2 separate regions of the Mus musculus genome follow, and region 1 is linked to region 2. Evidence: chromatin contacts called from public promoter capture Hi-C data. All regions are on one chromosome and are shown on one strand. Each heading gives the region's core, a stretch centred on a gene start, on an enhancer-like site or on the middle of the called end of the contact. The rest is flanking DNA. Distances are from core to core; before and after follow the strand shown. Region 1 overlaps Znrf3 (zinc and ring finger 3). Region 2 holds the start of Znrf3 (zinc and ring finger 3).

Region 1 (5,747 bases), core at 188-2,687, 90 kb after region 2:
TCTCAGACTGTTCCCAGTTGGAAGCCTCCACACACAGCCAGAGCTGCGGAGCTCCTTTGCTGTGTCAGTTCCTTATCCTTATTATCACAATCACTATGACAACAGGAAGAAAAGAAACTGTTCTTCTATGTTCTGGATTCCAGGAAAAATAGTTTAGGCCATTGGTTCAAAGAGCTAGAGAGGCATTCATTCAGGACAACTTTCTAACATTCTAAATGGCTCAGAGGGTAAATTATTCGGTGAACAAACATGAAGACTTGAGTTTGGATCCCCCAGAAGGTGGGGAGAATACTACAAGACTGTGATTCCAATACTTGTAAGTTAAAGTAGGCTGTGGAATCAGGAGATGCCCCAGGAGCTTAAGGCCAGCTAGCCTGGCATGTGCAGTGATAAAACAGCAAAAGACAAGATAGAAAACAAGGACTGACACCTGAGGTCACTTCCGACCTCTACATACATGCCTGTGCATGTACAAATACAGAGCTTTCTAATTTTTTAAAAAAGGAATTATGTATTTTTTATACATTAAAAAAAGGGTGAAAAAAACCTTATGATTCAAGAGAAAAGTGGATGGGGTTGTCACCCTATCCCTTCACATAATTTATAAGCCTTGATTTTAGCTACCACACTTTTAAGAAAAGGTCTGGACCATCTTGCATCCTGGACCACAAAGGGGAAAGGACAACAGGAGGGAAATTTCCCTTTAAATCCTCAGGAACTTTTGGATAAGGTCTTATTACCGCGTGAGTTAGCTTGTCCTACTAGTATAGCAAGTAGTTCCTATGTTACAGTGACTCACTTGCATGAAGATGATCCTTTTGAAGTTATTGTAAATCTTCAGTGAGATATAGAAGTGTTATAACCTTGGGCAAAAGCAGTTAGTCCATGTCTCTCTCCTTGAGACATGGGGAGACTGTGCCAGTGTGTTTCAACAATTTGTGTTGAAAGCTTCTGAAAGCTACTCTTGGTTTCAGAGCTTGGCAGGTGGACCATCTCAAGGGAACAGTTCTCTCCAGACACTTATGCCTGGTAACACATTGTCTTTTGACTTAGAGGTTCCTGTAGATTCTTTGTCCATTAAGAAAACAGTGAACCTGTGATGTAATCAGTCTCAGTGGGCCCTGAGAAATCTGAAGAAGGCCCATTTTCATATTTTATCTCAAAACAGTTGTTCCATACCTATACCGTGCCTTGGTCTGGTGCGCATGCTCCTTGTTAGCCATGCTGCTTTAGCAGCCCCTTATTTGGAAATGCAGATGGATGTTCATTACCTTTTCTAGATATCATGGGGTCTGTCTGTTGAGGAGAAAATTAGAACTTCTCAGGTTGTTCATCCTGGTTGTAGCTGTATATTTGTTGTAGCTGTAATACCCAAATCCATGTCAGACTTTAGTATCACCGAGAGTTAGCTTTAGTCATGTGGGTGGTAAAACTGCTGGTTCTTTCTTCACTGTGTCTGCCTGAGTCATCCCACATGCTCATTTCCTAACTGTCTACAGCCATGTCCTGGATGGCTCCCAAAATAGCTGTCCCAAACAGTCTCCCTTCAAGTGAACACTGACTGTCCCATGCAGGGAGCCCATGGGTAGTCTCTCCTGGAATTCTCTATGTAGACCAGGCTGGCCTCAGACTTACAAAGGTATGCCTGACTATGCCTGACTTTGTCTTCAGTGTGCTGAAATTAAAGGCATGTGCTGCTATGTTCAGCCTCTGCAACTGTCACTAAACTACTTGGTCTTTTCTTCTCTTTTTTTAAACCTAATTTTGCATTCTTATTCTTTCATTTTCAATACCTCTGTTTCCCCTCCTCCCACTCATCCTTTTTTGTTTTTTTGAGACAGGGTTTCTCTGTATAGCCCTGGCTGTCCTGGAACTCACTCTGTAGACCAGGCTGACCTCAAACTCAGAAATCCGCCTGCCTCTGCCTCCCAAGTGCTGGGATTAAAGGTGTCATCCTTTTTTCTTTTTCCTTCAGAAAAGAGCATGCCTCTCAGGTATATCAGCCAAACAAGGCATAACAAGATACAGTAAGATTAGGCACAAACCCTCATATCAGGGTTGTGCAAGGCAACCCAGTAGCTTGTGAGTTAGAGACACCCTCACTTCCACTGTTATGAGTCCCACCAAAACACCAAGCTAACAACCATGATGCATATAGAGGACCTAGCACAGACCCATGCAGACTCTGTGCTTCCTGATGCAGTCTTTGTGAAAGCCCTGCTTGGTTGATTCTGTGAGCCATGTTCTCCTTGGGTACTTGATACCTCTAGCTCTTACAGTTTTTCCTCCTTGGCTTCTGTGGGGTTCCCTCAGCTACTCTCTAATTTGAGCTTTCTCTCCACCTAATGTTTGGCTGTGGGTCTCTGCATCTGCTCCCATCAGCTGCCAGCAGTGCCTCTCTGATGACAATTGGGTGAGGCACTGATCTATGAGAATAGCAGAATACCATTAGGAATCATTCTATTGATTTTTTTTTTCTTTTTTCTTCTATCCTAGGTCTCTGGGCTATCCAACCTCTGAGTCCTAGTCCAAGTCATTGGTTGGCCACTACCACAAGTTTATACATCCATGGCCCTAGCACATCTTGCAGGCAGGATAGATTGTAGGTGGAAGGTTTTATAACTGGGTTAGTGTCCCAGTCTCACCATCAGAAGCCTTAACTGATTAAAGAAGATGGCTGGTTAAGTCTCTATATCCTCATAGATTCCTGGGAGTTTCTACTGTACTAATAAGTTTCCACATCACCCCCATCACCTCATTCCAGTGCCCCCAATTCTAGTGTCTCCTATCTCTCTCCTTCCCCCTTCCCCTGATCCCCCCCCTGTTCCCACCCCTACCTGTCCCCAGTCCACTAGCACATCTATCTATTCTATTTCCCCTTCTTAGGGCGATCCATGTGTCACACCCCAGCACCCATTATTTAGCCTTTCTAGGCTTGTGAATTGTAGCATGATTACTTTACAGCTAATATCTGCTTAAAAGAGAGTATATGAGTCTGGGTTACCTCACTCAGAATGATTTTTTTTTCCTAGTTCATTCCATCTATTTACCTGCAGATTTAATGATGTCATTTCTATAAATAGCTGAGTAATACTCCATTGTGTAAATGTGCCAAATTTTCTTTATCCATTCTTCAGTTGAAGGACATCTAATTTGTTTCCAGTTTCTAGGTATTATGAATAACACAGCTATGAACATAGTTAAGCAAGTGGTGGAATGGAATGTTCTTTGGGTGTGTGCCCAAGAGCAGTATAGCTGGATCTTGAGGAAGATTGATGCCCCAGTTTTTTGAGGAACTGCCTGCCACATTGATGTCTATAGTATTTTTACAAGTTTACACTCCCACCAGCAATGGAGGACTATTCCCCTTGCTTTACAGCCTTGCCAGCATGAGCTATCACTTATGTTATTAGCTATTCTGATTGGCATAAAATAGAATCTCACAACAGTTTGATTTGCATTTCTCTGATTGCTAAGGATGTTGAACATTTCTTTAAATGTTTCTTAGCCATTTGAGATTCCTCTATTCTTGCGCGCACCCAACTCGCCAGCAAGAACTACGCTGCAACAGGATCCTTCTGCACATGTTTATTGGGAGAGCTTGATTGCAGAGGTGAAGAGACCCCAAGCCCAGAACTGGTGCTGCTTATACAGGCCTAGGAGAGGCGTGTCTCACACCCGGATTGGTTATGCATGGGTTATGCTTACCACTTCATTTGCATGTCTCACATCTGATTGGTTAACTTGTCTCTCATCTGATTGGTTAACTTGTCTCTCATGTGATTGGTTAATTCTCAAAACCTCATCTTGGCAAAAAAACTTTACTGCCTATGTATGCGTGGTGGCCAGCGGTAGCCAGCGCCACCCTGCAACGGCACATGTGGCTTCCCACACTCTATTGAGAATTCTCTGTTTAGATCTGTAACTTGGTTTTTGGGTTGGGGTTTGTTTGTTTGTTTGTTTGCTTGCTTGCTTATTTGTTTTCTTAACAATGTTTTGTTTTGTGTTGAGACAGGGTTTCTCTATGTAGCCCTGGGTGTCCTAGAACTCTGTAGACCAGTCTACCCTCAAACTCAGAGATCCTCCTACCTCTGCCTCCAGAGTGCTGGGATTAAAGGTGTGCACCACCACTGCCCAGCTTGTAACCCAGTTTTTTAATTGGATTAGTTGATTTGTTGATGTCTGGCTTCTTGAATTTTTTATGTATTTTGGATATTAGCCCTCTATTGGATGTGGACTTGGTGAAAATCTTTTCCCATTCTGTAGGCTGCCATTTTGTCTTATGGATGGTGTCTTTGCCTTACAGAAGCTTTTCAGTTTTATGAGGTCTCATTTTTTTTTAAGATTTATTTATTTTATGTATATGAGTGCTCTCATATATGAGAGTATGAGAGTTCTGCATGCCGGAAGAGGGCATCAGATCACATTATAGATGGTTATGAGCCATCATGTGGTTGCTGGCGATTGCACTCAGGACCTCTAGAAGATTAGACAGTGTTCTTAAATGCTGAGTCATCTCTCTAGCCCAATGAGGTCTCATTTATTAATCGTTGATCTTAATGCTTGTGCTATAGGTGTTTTCTGTTCAGAAAGTTGTCTCCTGTACCAGTGTGTTCAAGGCTATTACCCACTTTCTCTTCTGTCAGGTTCAATGTGTCGGTTTTATGTTGAGGTCTTTGATCTATTTGGACTTGAGCTTTGTGTGCAGGGTGATTAAATATGGATCTATTTGCATTTTTCTACATGCAGATACTTATACTAGTGCTATTTGTTGAAGATGCTTTCTGTTTTCATTACGTCTTTCTGGCTTCTTTGTCAAAAATCAAGTATCCATAGGTGTGTGGATTTACTTCTGGGTCTTCAATTCCATTCCATTAATCAACGTGCCTTTATATGCCAGTACCATGTGTGGGTGTTTTGTTTTTTGTTTTTTAAATATAGCTCTGTAGTAGAGCTTGAAATCAGAGATAACCGCATAAAGTTCTTTAATTGTTGAGAGTTGTTTTAGCATCCTGGTTTGTTTTGTTTTGTTGTTTTTCATATGAAGTTGAGTTGTCTTTTCAAGGTCTATAAAGAATTGTGTTTGGGATTCCATTGAAACCCTAGTTTGCTTTTGGTAGAATGACCATTTTTACTATTTTGATCCCACCAATCCATGAGCATGAGAGGTCTTTCCACCTTCTGATATCTTCAATTTTTTTTTCTTCAAAGACTTGATGTTTTTATAATGTAAGTCTTTCGCTTGTTTGATGAGAGTTAACTCCTACATATTTTATATAATTTGTGGCTATTATGAAGGGTGTTGTTTTTCTTATTTCTTTCTAAATCTGTATATCATTTTTATATAGGTGGATTGCTTTATAATAAATAAATATATTTTATATATTTATTGAGTTGATCTTATATCCAGCCACTTGAATGATCTAGCAGGGAACTTCTACATTATGAGCTGTAGAAGTTCCCTGCTAGAATTTTTAGGGTTGCTGAAGTATCATCTGTGAATAGAGATACTTTGATTTCTTCTTTCCAATTTGTATCCCTTGATCTCATTTAGTTGCCTCATTACTCTGGCTAGAACTTCAGTTACTATATTGAATAAATAGGAGGAAGTAGACAGCCTTGTCTTGTTCCTGATTTTAGTGGAATTGCCTTGAGTTGCTCCTCGTTTAATTTGATGTTAGCTATAGACTTGCTGTAAATTGCCTTAATTATATTTAGTTATATTTCTTGTACTCCTACTCCAAGAC
Region 2 (6,427 bases), core at 2,874-5,373:
TGATGACCACGGTCATGTTTGTTCATGCTTACCATTTGATCCAACTTGTAGACTCCATCCATAGCCTTAGTTCACAAGACCTTTCCTTTTCCTTTCCTTTTTTTTAAAAGATTTATTCTATTTATGTGTATATGTGTGTATGTGGGTATGTTTATGCACACATGTGCACATATCTATGGAGACCAGAAGAGGCCATTAGATTCCCTGGAACTAGAGTTGTAGGTGCTTGTGCAGCACCCAGTGTGGGTTCTGCACACTGAATTCTTATCCTCTGCAAGAGCATCAAGTGCTATTAACCATCGAGCCAAGGATCGTAGGAATTCCCCCCAGTTCTGGAGATAGAACACAGGGCCTCCCCGCATGTGTATGGAGCACTAGTGCTCCCACTAAGCTACATCCCCAAGTGGCTCAAGTTACTTTCTATCTCCCTTTTCTGCCTGCCAGACTTTGGGGAAACTTGGTAAATACCTCAGTTTCTAAGTAACATTGTCTCTTGAGAGGCAGATCATGCTGTTTCTATGTTACTAGCCTGTGTCTTATTGATTGTATCTTGAAGCAGAGTTTGAACAATTAAATCCAATCAGGTATAGTATCACACACCTGCAATCCCAGTACTTGGAAAGCTGGTGGGGCAGGAAGATTGCTGGGAGGTAAGAGACCAGCTTGGGTTACACAGAGAGACCCTATTTGAGAAAACCAAATAGAAATAAAAATTATCTGTCTGTCTATCTGTCTATTTACTTGTATATGCATGGAAGTCATGTGTGAAATTCAAAGGATAACGTGTGGGAGTTGGTTCTTTTTCTCCAGCGTGTGGGTTCTAGGGAATGAACTCAGGTCAGCTGCCTTGGCAGCAAGCACCTCCTACCCCCAGCACCATCTTACTGGACCCAAACTAGGTTATTTTCTGACCCTTGTGTGCATTGTCATTGCTACTGAAGTTCTTAAGAGAAATATTGTTGCCGTTCTTCATTCTCAGAATTTATTTTGGTCCCATGAAGCCCAGTGCTCCTAGGCAGGTAATGCAAAGCTACCTTAACTGTCTGAAGGAGGAGAGGGGTGTGTGGTGATGAGCTCAGTAAGTCATGTAACCAATATTTATTAGGTGCCTATTCTGGACCACACAGCTTCAATCTAGGCAAGACCAAGGTCCTTGCCATTATAGCAAAGTGTGTTTAATGAGATCACTGAGCTGAATTTTTAAACAAGATTTCATTAAATGTGTCTAATGGGTGTTTTGCCTGCATATCTGTGCAACACACGAGTGCAGTGTCCTTAGAGCCAGAAGAGAGTGTTGGATTTCCCTGTAGAGGGCTGTGAGTTGTTATGTAGGTGCTGGGAACCAAACTTGGGTCCTCTGCAAGAGCAACAAGTGCTCTTTACCACTGAGCCTTTTGAAAATTCTGTCTCTGTCTCTGTCCCTCTCTGTCCCTCTGTCCCCCACCCTTCTCTTTCTCTGTAAATGTATGCCGTATGTGAACAGAAGAGAGGGTCAGATCCCATAAAGCTGGAGTCATAGGTGGTTGTGAGCTGGGGGCTGAGATATGACCTTGGATCCTCTCTTGACCCAAGGCTTCATTTTTGTTTGAGAAAAGGTCTTACTATGTAACTTTGCCTGGCCTGAGACACCTACGGAGACAAGGCTGGTCTTGAACTCATGGGTCCACCTGCCTCTACCTGCCCAGTGCTAGGATTAAAGCGAGCTCCACTACGTCAAGTACGAAAAGGCTTCAATTTTTAACAGCTGTATTGAGACGTCATCTATACACTGTAAAATCCATCTTTAGAAAATGTACAATTTGCCAGGCAGTGGTGGTGTACACCTTTAATCCCAGCACTTGGGAGGCAGAGGCAGGCAGATTTCTGGGTTCGAGGCTAGCCTGGTCTATAAAGTGAGTTCCAGGACAGCCAGGGCTATACAGAGAAACCCTGTCTCAGGGGGAAAAAAAAAAAAGAAAGGAAGGAAGAAAGAAAGAAAGAAAATGTACAATTTGGTGGTGGATTTCATGTATTTACAAAGAATATACTCATCACCATTTAATTACAGAATATTTTCGTTCCCCTTAAGGGAAATCCATTAATAGTCATACTACCCAATCCTCCTTCCAGTTCAGTATCTGGTGATCACTAACCTTTCCATTTTTCTATATTCTTGGCATTTCATACAAATGGAAAGGCTATATGCTTCACTGAGTATATTTTTGTCGCATTCATTCAATATTCAGTATTTTATTTGTCTTTGATTTTGTTATTTAAAATGCAATTGAAGATTGAAACTTTTTTTAATATATTTTTTCTAGATTTATTTATTATTATATCTAAGTACACTGTAGCTGTCTTCACATGCATCAGAAGATGGCATTAAATCTCATTACGGGTGGTTGTGAGCCACCATGTGGTTGCTGGAATTTGAACTTCGGACCTTTGGAAGAGCAGTCGGGTGCTCTTACCCACTGAGCCATCTCACCAGCCCCGATTGAAACTCTACCATGTTAAAAATTCGATTTTATTGTATGGATAGACCATATTTGCATATTCATTCACCAGTTCATGACTTCATACTTCTAAGGATTGCAACGCTAGCTATGCATGGCTATAATAATTGCTTTCCCCTTAAAGACTGGACTGTGCCAGGTGTGGTGGCACACGCCTTTAATCCCAGCACTCGGGAGGCAGAGGCAGGCAGATTTCTGAGTTAGAGGCCAGCCTGGTCTACAAAGTGAGATCTAGGACAGCCAGGGCTACACAGAGAAACCCTGTCTCGAAAAGACAAACAAACAAAAAAAAAACAAAACAAAACAAAAAAAAAGACTGGACTGTGCCTTAGTGGGTAAAGTCACAATCCTTGGAAATGACAGTGCTCCCGAGCAGTCAGTACTGATTAAGCTTGGCTTGGGGGAAACTAATGACTCTAGCTTTGTCAGTTACCTTCTGTGCCAAAGCTTTGGGTGGTCCAAACACAGTAACACAGTTCTGTGAATTTCTTTTCAATTGTATTTTCTATTCAACACATTGGCAAAACATTCCTTTTCAGTTTAAACTGTAACCTCGATGCGCTGATTACTCAAGGAAACACTCAATGACTTTTCTTTTTGTCTTAATATTTTGGGTGTGGTAGCAAGTAGAAGCAGATCACCCTAACCAAATATTTGCAAATATTTAAACAAAGCCATTCAGGTCAGGGAGGGAAGACGACTGAGGAAGTAGAAATTGAATGTGGCTTTTAAAGGAGGATTGTGAGTCTCATAGATTTGCTGAGAAAGGAAAAATCCTGTTCCAAAAAGGGGAAGAGAATTAAAAGTTTATCTTCTGGGTGACTGGGGACGTCTGGGTTCGGAGCACGTGTCTTTGGTATGTTTGGCAACCAGAAGTCTGTGCATTAAGCGTGTTGACTCTTCCGCCCTTCTGCACATGGTGAGATTTGAAGGGAGTGTTGGAGACGGTCTCCAGGGCTGCGGAAAGATGAACTCCATTAGAATCTAGATAACTTCTTCAAGTTCTCCGCCACCTGTCCTCACTCCTTTAGTTGAGGGTAACTGTCTATGTGACACCCACGTAAGAACTGGACGTGTCCCGGCGGGTTGCAAACTGCCACTGACCGCCCGGGGCCTTTCGCGGTCCCTGGAGGTGGTAGGGCGCGAGCACCGAGTGCGGGTGGCCAGCAGTGCCGGAGCTGCGGATGAAGCATCCTTGGACGGAAGGACGAGGCCTTTGACGCCCCAATGACTCTAATTGCGGCACCAAAGCAGGGTGCGCCGAGGGGGCGAAACCGCCCGGGAACAGGTTGAGGATCTTACTCTCCCCGTACTCCAGCAACTGCCAAGAGAAATGTCTGCCGCGGAGGGCGGAGTACAGACCAGGGGGCGTGGCTAAGAGGAAGGGGCGTGACCGAAAAAGACTACCTGGGCGGAGCAAGGGTGGAGGGGCGTGGCTAAGAACGGAGTCGGGGCGGGACTCAGTCGATTGGGCGGGGCGGGCGAGGCCTCTGGGCCCCGCCTCTCGCCGCAGGCGCGCCCGCCCCGCCTACCCGCTCCCCTCGGAGGTGGCCGCGGCCGAGCGCGGGGAGGGAGGGGAGAGCGGGTCACGACGCTGCGGGGGCGGGGATAACCCCTCACGTGGAGCAGATGAAAGGGCCGCGGCGCGACGGCCGGGGGAGCGGAGCAGAGCCTGCGACCCACAAAGCCGCCGCCGCCGCGATGGTGCTGTGAGGCGACCGCCCGCGCTCGGTCCTCCGCCGGCCCGCGACTATGCCCGGCCGCGCCCGCCCTCCGCGCCCTCCCGCCGCAGGACCATGAGGCCACGCTCGGGCGGGCGCCCAGGGGCCCCGGGCCGCCGCCGCCGCCGCCTCCGCCGCGGCCCCCGCGGTCGTCGCCTGCCGCCGCCGCCGCCGCTGCCGCTGCTTCTCGGGCTGCTGCTGGCGGCCGCGGGGCCCGGCGCGGCGCGGGCCAAGGAGACGGCGTTCGTGGAGGTGGTGCTGTTCGAGTCGAGCCCGAGCGGCGACTATACCACCCACACCACCGGCCTCACGGGCCGCTTCTCGCGGGCCGGGGCCATGCTCAGCGCCGAGGGCGAGATCGTGCAGGTAGCCACCCGGGCCCCGCGCTCCGCCGCCACAAGATGGCTCCGGGGGCTGCGCCCGCCGACCCCGCCGCGGGCTAGCGGGCGGGCGGGCGGGGGGGAGGCGCGGAGCCCGGCGGCATCCCTCCCAGGCGGGCGGGACGGGGCCTCCGGGGCACGGCGGCTGAGGCGAGCGCACGTGGGGGCTCGGCCTCCGGTGGGTGCACCGCGCCGGGGTGGGGGTGGGGACGCTGAGCTGGGCATGGGCGCCTGGGCGGCACTCTTGAGTTGGCGGGACGTTTTTCTCCCTCAGGTGAAAGTCCCGGGAACTACCTGTTGAATGCCAACTTTGCAAAGGCGAGACAAGTTGAAGGATGGAGCGACTTCTTAGAGGTCGCAGGCTTTGCTTTTCCATCCACGTTTGCTCCGTTTTCGGAGCGACCCAGTTGCCGGGGTGCACATCTTCAGGTTATTTTTGCTGAAATCTACTGGCAGCCTTACCTAGACACCAACCCTCTGGCAGGGCTCTGGACGGGCAGCAGCAGGAAGGGAGCAGGCGGAGCTGGCTGAGGAGTGGGAATTGGCAGAGCACTGTCGTGGCCGTGCCTCAGATTACAGGGGATGAGAAAGACCGCAGGCTCGCCCCTGGGTCAAGGACTAATACCGAAGAGGCCTGCAAACCCGAGCCAGGGTCTCTCACTGACAGGGCCTCCACCTTGCTCCAAATGAAAGAGGGCTGCGTCCCAAAGGAGGCTGGCTAGGGAGAGCTTTGAGCTGTCCCCAGTCTTTGAGGAGGGACTCTCAGTCGAAGCCTCAGCGGATGGATAGCTGCATAGATTTCCCGCTCCCTCGACGATGGTTTTTATCCACTACCATGTTCCAGGGCAGCGCACTTATGGTTGTTAGGCGCACCTCTGGTAGGAGTGATCTGATACGGTTGGCTCGTCTTTGAATCTTTTGGAACTTTAGAGGCCTATAGTTTGGATCTCCGGTGCTTTGCTCTTGGGTGAATTATGAAGAGAAAAGGGACTGTGTGGGATGACTTCAGAGCAGCTCCGAGTGTAGACAGGAGGGTGAAGCTGCACGCAGAGCTTTGAGTTGATGGGACACGGGCCAATACGGTGTAGCTCCTTAAAGGTGTGTGTCTTTCCAAAGCTGGAGGAGGACCCTATGGCTGTGATTAGAAAGCATTGTTTTGTGGTGCTCTTATTCTTATCTATAGAAAGCGAAATACATGTTTGACCAATTTCTGTGACTACAGATGTTGCTAACGGTGCTGTTCTCCCCCCCCCCATGTTATTGTTACTGTCATTAATATACAAGCTTTAGAGAGGATGCTTGGCTGAAGATACCTAAACAACTCTATTGCAGGCTTTAAGAAGAGTTTGAATTTTAAGTCTTGCTTCTTGTGAGTCCTTGTCGTTCTTTGAGGCTTTCCCTGTGCCCTGATGGCTTTAGAAATGTTTGATTTACAGCCTTGAGGGTGGGGGTTGCAGCTGAGGGGAGTATGTTTTAACGTGGCACTTCACTTTTTGAAGGAGACTTTTGAAGTTTGAGATTTTTATCTGCAGTGTTTAAACTTGAGCCATTCTCTGTGGTAGTTTGTCTGGGGAGCTATTCATTATGCATAATGCTGTGCTTTGCAGATATTCTTGGGTTCACTATTTAATACAAAATTAGCAGTTTAAACACACCATTTGTAACTATTTTATCCTGACAAGTAGAGAGATAATGTGTGAGTTTGGCAGGACTCTGTTCTCTTGAGAAGTTTTTGAAGTGCTTATCTAATTCTTTTGTAGTCTACTAGACTCGCACCTCCCTTTCAAATTAAGTCAACAGTCACTAAGGGGAGAAAAATGACTTAAATGGT

The links. Promoter capture Hi-C pulls out the DNA fragments that hold promoters and counts their contacts.
Region 1: a contact with region 2 is called in a promoter capture Hi-C map of hippocampal neurons, with 3 times the contacts expected there. The contact joins the enhancer-like site here to the promoter of Znrf3 in region 2. A contact is called at or near these places in 12 of 39 promoter capture datasets (the 3T3-L1 cell line, 3T3-L1-derived adipocytes, the C10 cell line and 6 more), 1 of 15 datasets of contacts at CTCF or cohesin (CD8 T cells), 9 of 484 Hi-C or Micro-C datasets (the HPC-7 cell line, cranial neural crest, embryonic stem cells and 5 more), 14 of 115 datasets of contacts at active chromatin or transcription factors (the 230-238 cell line, CD8 T cells, the SCID.adh cell line and 8 more) and 3 of 9 other capture datasets (adipose tissue, liver and pancreatic islet).

Annotation. Positions count from the first base shown.
Region 1 is chr11:5,350,696-5,356,442 of GRCm38.p6, reverse strand. All of the region lies in intron 1 of Znrf3 (zinc and ring finger 3), which reads left to right. Among named protein-coding and RNA genes, the nearest start is that of Znrf3, 91 kb to the left of the region's middle. Within about 2 kb of position 1,437, at least 78 of the 459 cell types and tissues checked have an H3K27ac peak or open chromatin away from gene starts, as enhancers often do. A contact at or near this core is called in CD8 T cells, the HPC-7 cell line, adipose tissue and 3 more, where this site is marked.
Region 2 is chr11:5,442,543-5,448,969 of GRCm38.p6, reverse strand. Znrf3 (zinc and ring finger 3) reads left to right here and starts at 4,123. Exons shown (of 9, transcript NM_001080924.2): 1 at 4,123-4,582. The coding sequence starts at 4,292.